Linked DNA regions of Ovis aries: region 1 is linked to region 2. The links are chromatin contacts, called in public Hi-C maps. All regions are on one chromosome and are shown on one strand. Each heading gives the region's core, a stretch centred on a gene start, on an enhancer-like site or on the middle of the called end of the contact. The rest is flanking DNA. Distances are from core to core; before and after follow the strand shown. Region 1 has its middle 76 kb from the start of TEX29. Region 2 has its middle 25 kb from the start of ARHGEF7.

Region 1 (2,960 bases), core at 380-2,879, 210 kb after region 2:
GAGCCAGGAGTGGAGGCCCAGCCCCGCCGCCACACTCAGGTCGGCAGCTGGTGACTTGGGAGCAGACGAGGGCGACCTTGCTGAGCGAGCTGGGATCAGCCTTTGTACATGCAAGTGTTTGGACTTACTGCAGGGCGGGGTGTTTGTAGTCTGGTCTGGACCTGGCTTTGCACATGTAAGTGTTCAGACTTAGTGCGGGCCAGGGCGTTTGCTGAACCAGCGCTACCGGGAATACTGTGGTTCCTGGGTTTGACTCTTGACCTTGTGTATCTGTGGAATCACACTCTCAGGGCTTGGAGTCAGGAAAGAAGGCGTCCTGAGCCCCCGTCCTTCTGGTTCTGGCTCGCTGTGGACACAGCCCTGGCAGAGCTGCCCCCAGACCCCAGCACGGGCTGCTATGACCCCCTGGGTGCAGGTTTGCCTGGGAAGGTCCCAGGGGCCAGCGGATGGCGGGATCGTTAGAGGCTGTTTGCCTGCATTGCCAGTTCAGGGGCCTGCGTGGCCTGGGCCCTCCCGCTGGTGAGCGGCAGAGGAATATGGCGGTGGTCTGCAGGGGGCACCCGTTGGGAGGAGGTCTGATATCGGTCGGCACCTGTCAGCGCAGGTGGTTGGTACATTTTTTCTCAGAGGATGGAGCTGAGTAACCAGCTTTGATCTAAGCTCGGGCCCCTTTCTCAGGCTCCCAAGTGAGCTTTGGGGGAGGGGCCAGTTGGCGGATCACAGAGGATTCCAGGTGGGGCAGGGTGAGGGGGCAGGACCACCGCAGCCTCTGAAGACCCTCCTGTATCCACAGGCCAGCCAGCCACGCACTCGCAAAGATGTTAACAGAGGTATTACTTTCTGGGGTTCATTTTATTTATAGGACATTTTAAATGACCAACTGTAGAAACCATGCAGGCTTCGGAACCCAGATTTTCCTATCAGGGCCACAAACAGGCCACAGACAAGCAAGATGTCCAAGCTCGGTGAATTCTACTGGGGAAAAAACGCTCCATTCATACATGGAGCAGGGGGCAAAAAGCGACAGGGAACAGGAGGAAGGGAAGCGCCCTGCGCGCTCTGCTTTCTGCCTGTGCTCTTTGGTGAAATAACTCACAGATGTTTAAAGAGAAAAGAGATGGTGTGTGTGAGAGAGAGACAGAGACAGAGACACAGAGAGAGATGTGAGAGAGACAGAGACGGAGAGAGATATGAGAGAGACATGAGACAGAGAGAGACAGAGAGACAGAGAGATGTGAGAGAGACAGAGACATGAGAGAGACAGAGACGGAGAGAGACATGAGAGAGATGGAGACAGAGATGGAGACAGAGACAGAGAGACACAGAGACACAGAGACAGAGACATGAGAGAGACAGAGAGACACAGAGAGAGACAGAGAGACAGAGACAGCGGCAGAGAGGAGCGGCGTCGCGGGCGGGTGGGGCGCTGGCCGCCGCCCGCAGCCCCGTGTTTCGGGTGGACGCCGGTGTCCGGGCCCTGGCCGCTCCCGTCTGGGGGATGAGCCTCGGGAGCCGCGTCCTGGCCGCGGGCAGGGGGCGCCCAGCGTGGCCTGGGGAGGGCGGCTCCTAGGCGGGCTCTCCCGACTGGGCTCGGCCGGAGGCGGCCCAAGCCGCCAGGCAGAGCGCCCGGCTCTTCTCGGGCCGCTTTCCTGAGGAGCCGCCCGAAAGCCGCGCGGGCGGAGGCGGGCCGGCGCGCAGGACCGGGCGGGGCGCGCCCTCTGGCGACGGGCCGCGGGCCCGGCAGGCGCTCAGCCGCCGCCCCGAGAGCAGGCCGCGCCCGGCGCGCGGGGGGACGGCGCAGTGTGCGCCCTGCTCAGGACCGCGCCGGGGGGCACGCGGGGAGCGCGCGGGGGGCACGCGGGGGGACGGCGCAGTGTGCGCCCTGCTCAGGACCGCGCCGGGGGGCACGCGGGGAGCGCGCGGGGGGCACGCGGGGGGACGGCGCAGTGTGCGCCCTGCTCAGGACCGCGCCGGGGGGCACGCGGGGAGCGCGCGCGGGGGGCACGCGGGGAGCGCGCGCGGGGGGACGGCGCAGTGTGCGCCCTGCTCAGGACCGCGCCGGGGGGCACGCGGGGGGCGCGCGGGGGGCACGCGGGGAGCGCGCGGGGGGCACGCGGGGGGAGGGCGCAGTGTGCGCCCTGCTCAGGACCGCGCCGGGGGGCACGCGGGGGGCGCGCGCGGGGGGCACGCGGGGAGCGCGCGCGGGGGGCACGCGGGGGGACGGCGCAGTGTGCGCCCTGCTCAGGACCGCGCCGGGGGGCACGCGGGGGGCGCGCGGGGGGCACGCGGGAAACGTGCGTGAGGGCACAGGGGAACGCGCCTGAGGGCACACGGGGAACACGCGCGTGAGGGCACACGGGGAGCGCGCGTGAGGGCACACGGGGAGCGCGCGTGAGGGCACACGGGGAACACGCGCGTGAGGGCACACGGGGAGCGCGCGTGAGGGCACACGGGGAACACGCGCGTGAGGGCACACGGGGAGCGCGCGTGAGGGCACACGGGGAGCGTGCCTGAGGGCACACGGGGAACTCGAGTGAGGGCACACGGGGAGCGCGCGCGGGGGGCACACGGGGAACACGCACGTGAGGGCACACGGGGAGCGCGCGCGTGACGGCAGCACGGACGTCTGGAGAGGCTTTCTTGCTTCTGGAGACGGGAGGTGCGGGCGCTTTCGCCCGCGGGTGAGGCGAGGGTGGGCTCCCCGTGCGAGGCGGGCCTTCCTCTGCGCCGGCGCCCCGCGGGCCGAGTCGTGGACGGTTCACGTCGTCTCGGGAAGAGGCCCGGGAGGCGGCAGGTGCTCCTGGGAACCGAGGCTGAGGTGCCCCCTCCAGGGGGACCGCGCCCCCGAGAGCCCGAGGTCTGGGGGCAGCGGCTGCGGCCCTGGGCCCGCCGGCCCAGCGGAGCAGTGGGCAGGGCGGGACAGCCGCGGGCAGGACCCGGGGCGCTGCCGCCCTCAGCTT
Region 2 (2,887 bases), core at 313-2,812:
CTGGTCCAAGAAGCTGGCCCCATCCTTTATTGTTCAGAAGGCCTTTTATACTTTTGATAAAACACAGAGATCAATGGGTAACACAAGACTATGTAGCGTTCGCAGCTCAAGCTCTTTCTATACATCATTTGGTATACAAAGGTCTCAGGTGATTTACATTATCTTCTGGCCAAGAGGCTTGTTAACACTTTTTGGCTCTCTTCCTTAATGAATGTTAATCTTGTTTCCCCTGAAGTGTTTTTCTTTAATCTACACCTCCTTAAAGCATTAACATTAAAGTTACATCTCTATAGAACAAAGGTGCAGTGGGACACAACAAAGAGGGTACTTAACTCAAAGATCTAATGTTGCTAACACAAGGTCTACTTCTTGTTTTTCTAACTATATCTACAACTAAAGGATGTGAAAATTTGGCAGCAAATATTGACTCAACAAATGAAACTTTTAATCAGTCCTATTCTAATGATTTTGACTCTTTAGAAGCCCCTACATTCCTAGGATGTTTTAAGCTTCCTGTGCCCCCTGCGGTCAGGAGGCCTCAAACAATCACACGCGCAGCTGTACGAGTCCTGCAGGCAGGCTAGAAAGCCATCAGAGGGTTTTTTGGATTGAAACACTCTTTTAAATGCAGAAGACTAAAGCCCTGAATTGACTTTTTCCAGAAAATATCAGAAGAGTGAAAAAGCAGAGCACAAAAGCCGGCAGATTTTTGTTGGGGTACATGCTTAGGAATTTCCAGAGGGTCCCTGAAGTCTGAGCACGCCTTGTGTATGTCAGCTTCCTTCCTCATGACCTTGTCACGGGCGGGATTCCTCACACTGGCTCCCAGCAGCCGAGCGAGGGTGACGTGGCCTCCGTCCTCGGAAGCCTGGGCCTGGGAGCTGGGGGAGCGGGAGGAGCCCTGCCCCAAGACCGCAGGGGCGCGCAGCACGCCGTGATCTCGGACTTCTGAGCTCCAGACCTGTCGGGGGACACACCTCTGCCGTGTGAAGTCACCCGGGCTCTGGTTCTTCGCTGTGGCCGCCTTTGCTGCTGCTGTTGCTCAGGCATGTCTGACTCTCTGCAGCCACATGGCCTGCGGCAGCCAGGCCCCCCTGTCCTTCACTGCCTCCCGGACTTTGCTCAAGGTCGTGTCCACTGAGTTGGTGAAGCCATCCGACCATCTCATCACGACGGCCTTAGGTAACTAATAAAGGAGGCAAGGCAGAAATAAGGACACGGTCGGCGGGCGGCTGTTCTCTGTGTAAAACCTCAGGGCCCACGACCTTGGGCGTCAGGCCCAACTCCTCCAGCCACAGGAGCGCTCACGTGTCATGCGACCCTCGGTGGGCTGTTGGGTCTGGTGCTCCCTCCTGCCCCTCTTGGAAACCTTGTCTTGAGGTGTGTCCTGCAGGGTGGCTCTGCAGAGAGCCCTGGGCTGGTCACTGCAGCCTGAGGTCCCCCTCCTGAGGGACAGGGAAGAGGGGCACCCCTCCCCCAGTCGCCACCCCCCATTCTGTGTGAGGTCCTCATTCACGGATCCACAGGGCCCACCCAGCCTCAGAACTCCTTCCAACAATCTGTTCCACAAGAATGCTTTCTCCATCAGGGGTGAGTCATAATACTGAGTCACAATCTGTATTAAAGCTATGATTCCCGATTCCAACATACTTGGAAGTTTACTAATCCACCCTTAGAGCTGATTTAAGGTTTTTTCCACTGTAAGAATCTGGCTCCAAAGCCATCATACTGGCATCTTGGAGGTGACTGATTTTGGTGGGAACCGGAAGAAGAAAAACCTGGGCAGGGCCCTGTCTGCCTGGAAGCATTTCCTGGTCCCTGTCAGCTCTGCCTCCTGTCCTGAGCCAGTAGGAAGTGAGAGGCCAGCCCATGTGACTAAGAGTGAGAACGTTCAAGAACATTCTTTCGTCCCCACACTAATCAGCGCACATTCTTCCCAAGGCGTTTCACAGAGTGTCGGTCGACGAATCTGACTCCTGTCCTCAAGCCAACAGCTAGGAAACGGCCCCTCGCCCCTCAAGCTCTCCGCAAGATGGGCACCTACTGGGTGATCTACAGCTTTTTGTCCTTTGGGATCGTTTTGAACGAGGAGGATTTTCTTTGCTTAAGTGTTGCAAATGAGCTGTTTGCTTCAAGTTCTGGTATAAATTATCTCTCAGCCTCTGAACTTTTGAAGACAGAGTCTCTTGACTGTTTTCTGCCAGGACGTTCTCCGTTGTGGGGCTGCCCTGGGCCGTGGGGTGTAGTGGCGTCGCTAGCCTCTACTCACCACAGCAGAGACCTAGCCCGCCTGGTGTGGCCTCGCCTGTTTGTTGGGAAGCCATCCTGCAGTCTGTCTACCCCGAATCCCCTTTGGGGCCTCCCTGGTGGCTCAGTAGCACAGAACCCGCCCGCCAATGCAGGAGATGCGGGTTTGACGCCTGGGTTGGGAAGATCCCCTGGAGAAGGGCATGGCAACCCACTCCAGTAGTCTTGTCTGGGAAACCCATGGACAGAGGAGCCTGGCAGGGTACAGTCCATGGGGTGGCAAAGAGTCAGACATGACTGAGGCAACTGGGCACGGAGCCCTGGAAGGGGCCAGCTTCGGTACATCTTGCCAACGCAGCCTCTGAGCACTCTGGAAGCTCACCGGTCGTGGAGGGGTGGGCGCTGCTGTAGACCTCACCGTCCTACTGTGCAGGTGAAGCTCCGTGGGCAGGTGCCCACCTCCACAGCACACCTGTGGCTCTGCCTTGAGCACCCAGCAAGGCAGCCAGCCCTCTGGCTCCACCCCTGCTGACTGTCCAGGGCTCTCTGCCGCCTGAGGCAGTCGGGCTCGTTTTCTCTCATTGACGGGGAAGTGCTAGAGCTTGGACAGGGCAGCCGTGGGCCTGACGGGTCTCCACGC

The links. A called contact is a pair of places that touch in the nucleus more often than the background predicts.
Region 1: a Hi-C map of tail adipose tissue shows a contact between it and region 2, with 4 times the contacts expected there. The contact joins two enhancer-like sites. A contact is called at or near these places in 4 of 16 Hi-C or Micro-C datasets (liver, mixed tissues, muscle and 1 more).

Annotation. Positions count from the first base shown.
Region 1 is chr10:84,974,797-84,977,756 of ARS-UI_Ramb_v3.0, forward strand. No RefSeq gene overlaps it. Among named protein-coding and RNA genes, the nearest start is that of TEX29, 76 kb to the left of the region's middle. Within about 2 kb of position 1,630, at least 2 of the 54 cell types and tissues checked have an H3K27ac peak or open chromatin away from gene starts, as enhancers often do. A contact at or near this core is called in tail adipose tissue, where this site is marked.
Region 2 is chr10:84,767,594-84,770,480 of ARS-UI_Ramb_v3.0, forward strand. No RefSeq gene overlaps it. Among named protein-coding and RNA genes, the nearest start is that of ARHGEF7, 25 kb to the right of the region's middle. Within about 2 kb of position 1,563, at least 12 of the 54 cell types and tissues checked have an H3K27ac peak or open chromatin away from gene starts, as enhancers often do. A contact at or near this core is called in tail adipose tissue, where this site is marked.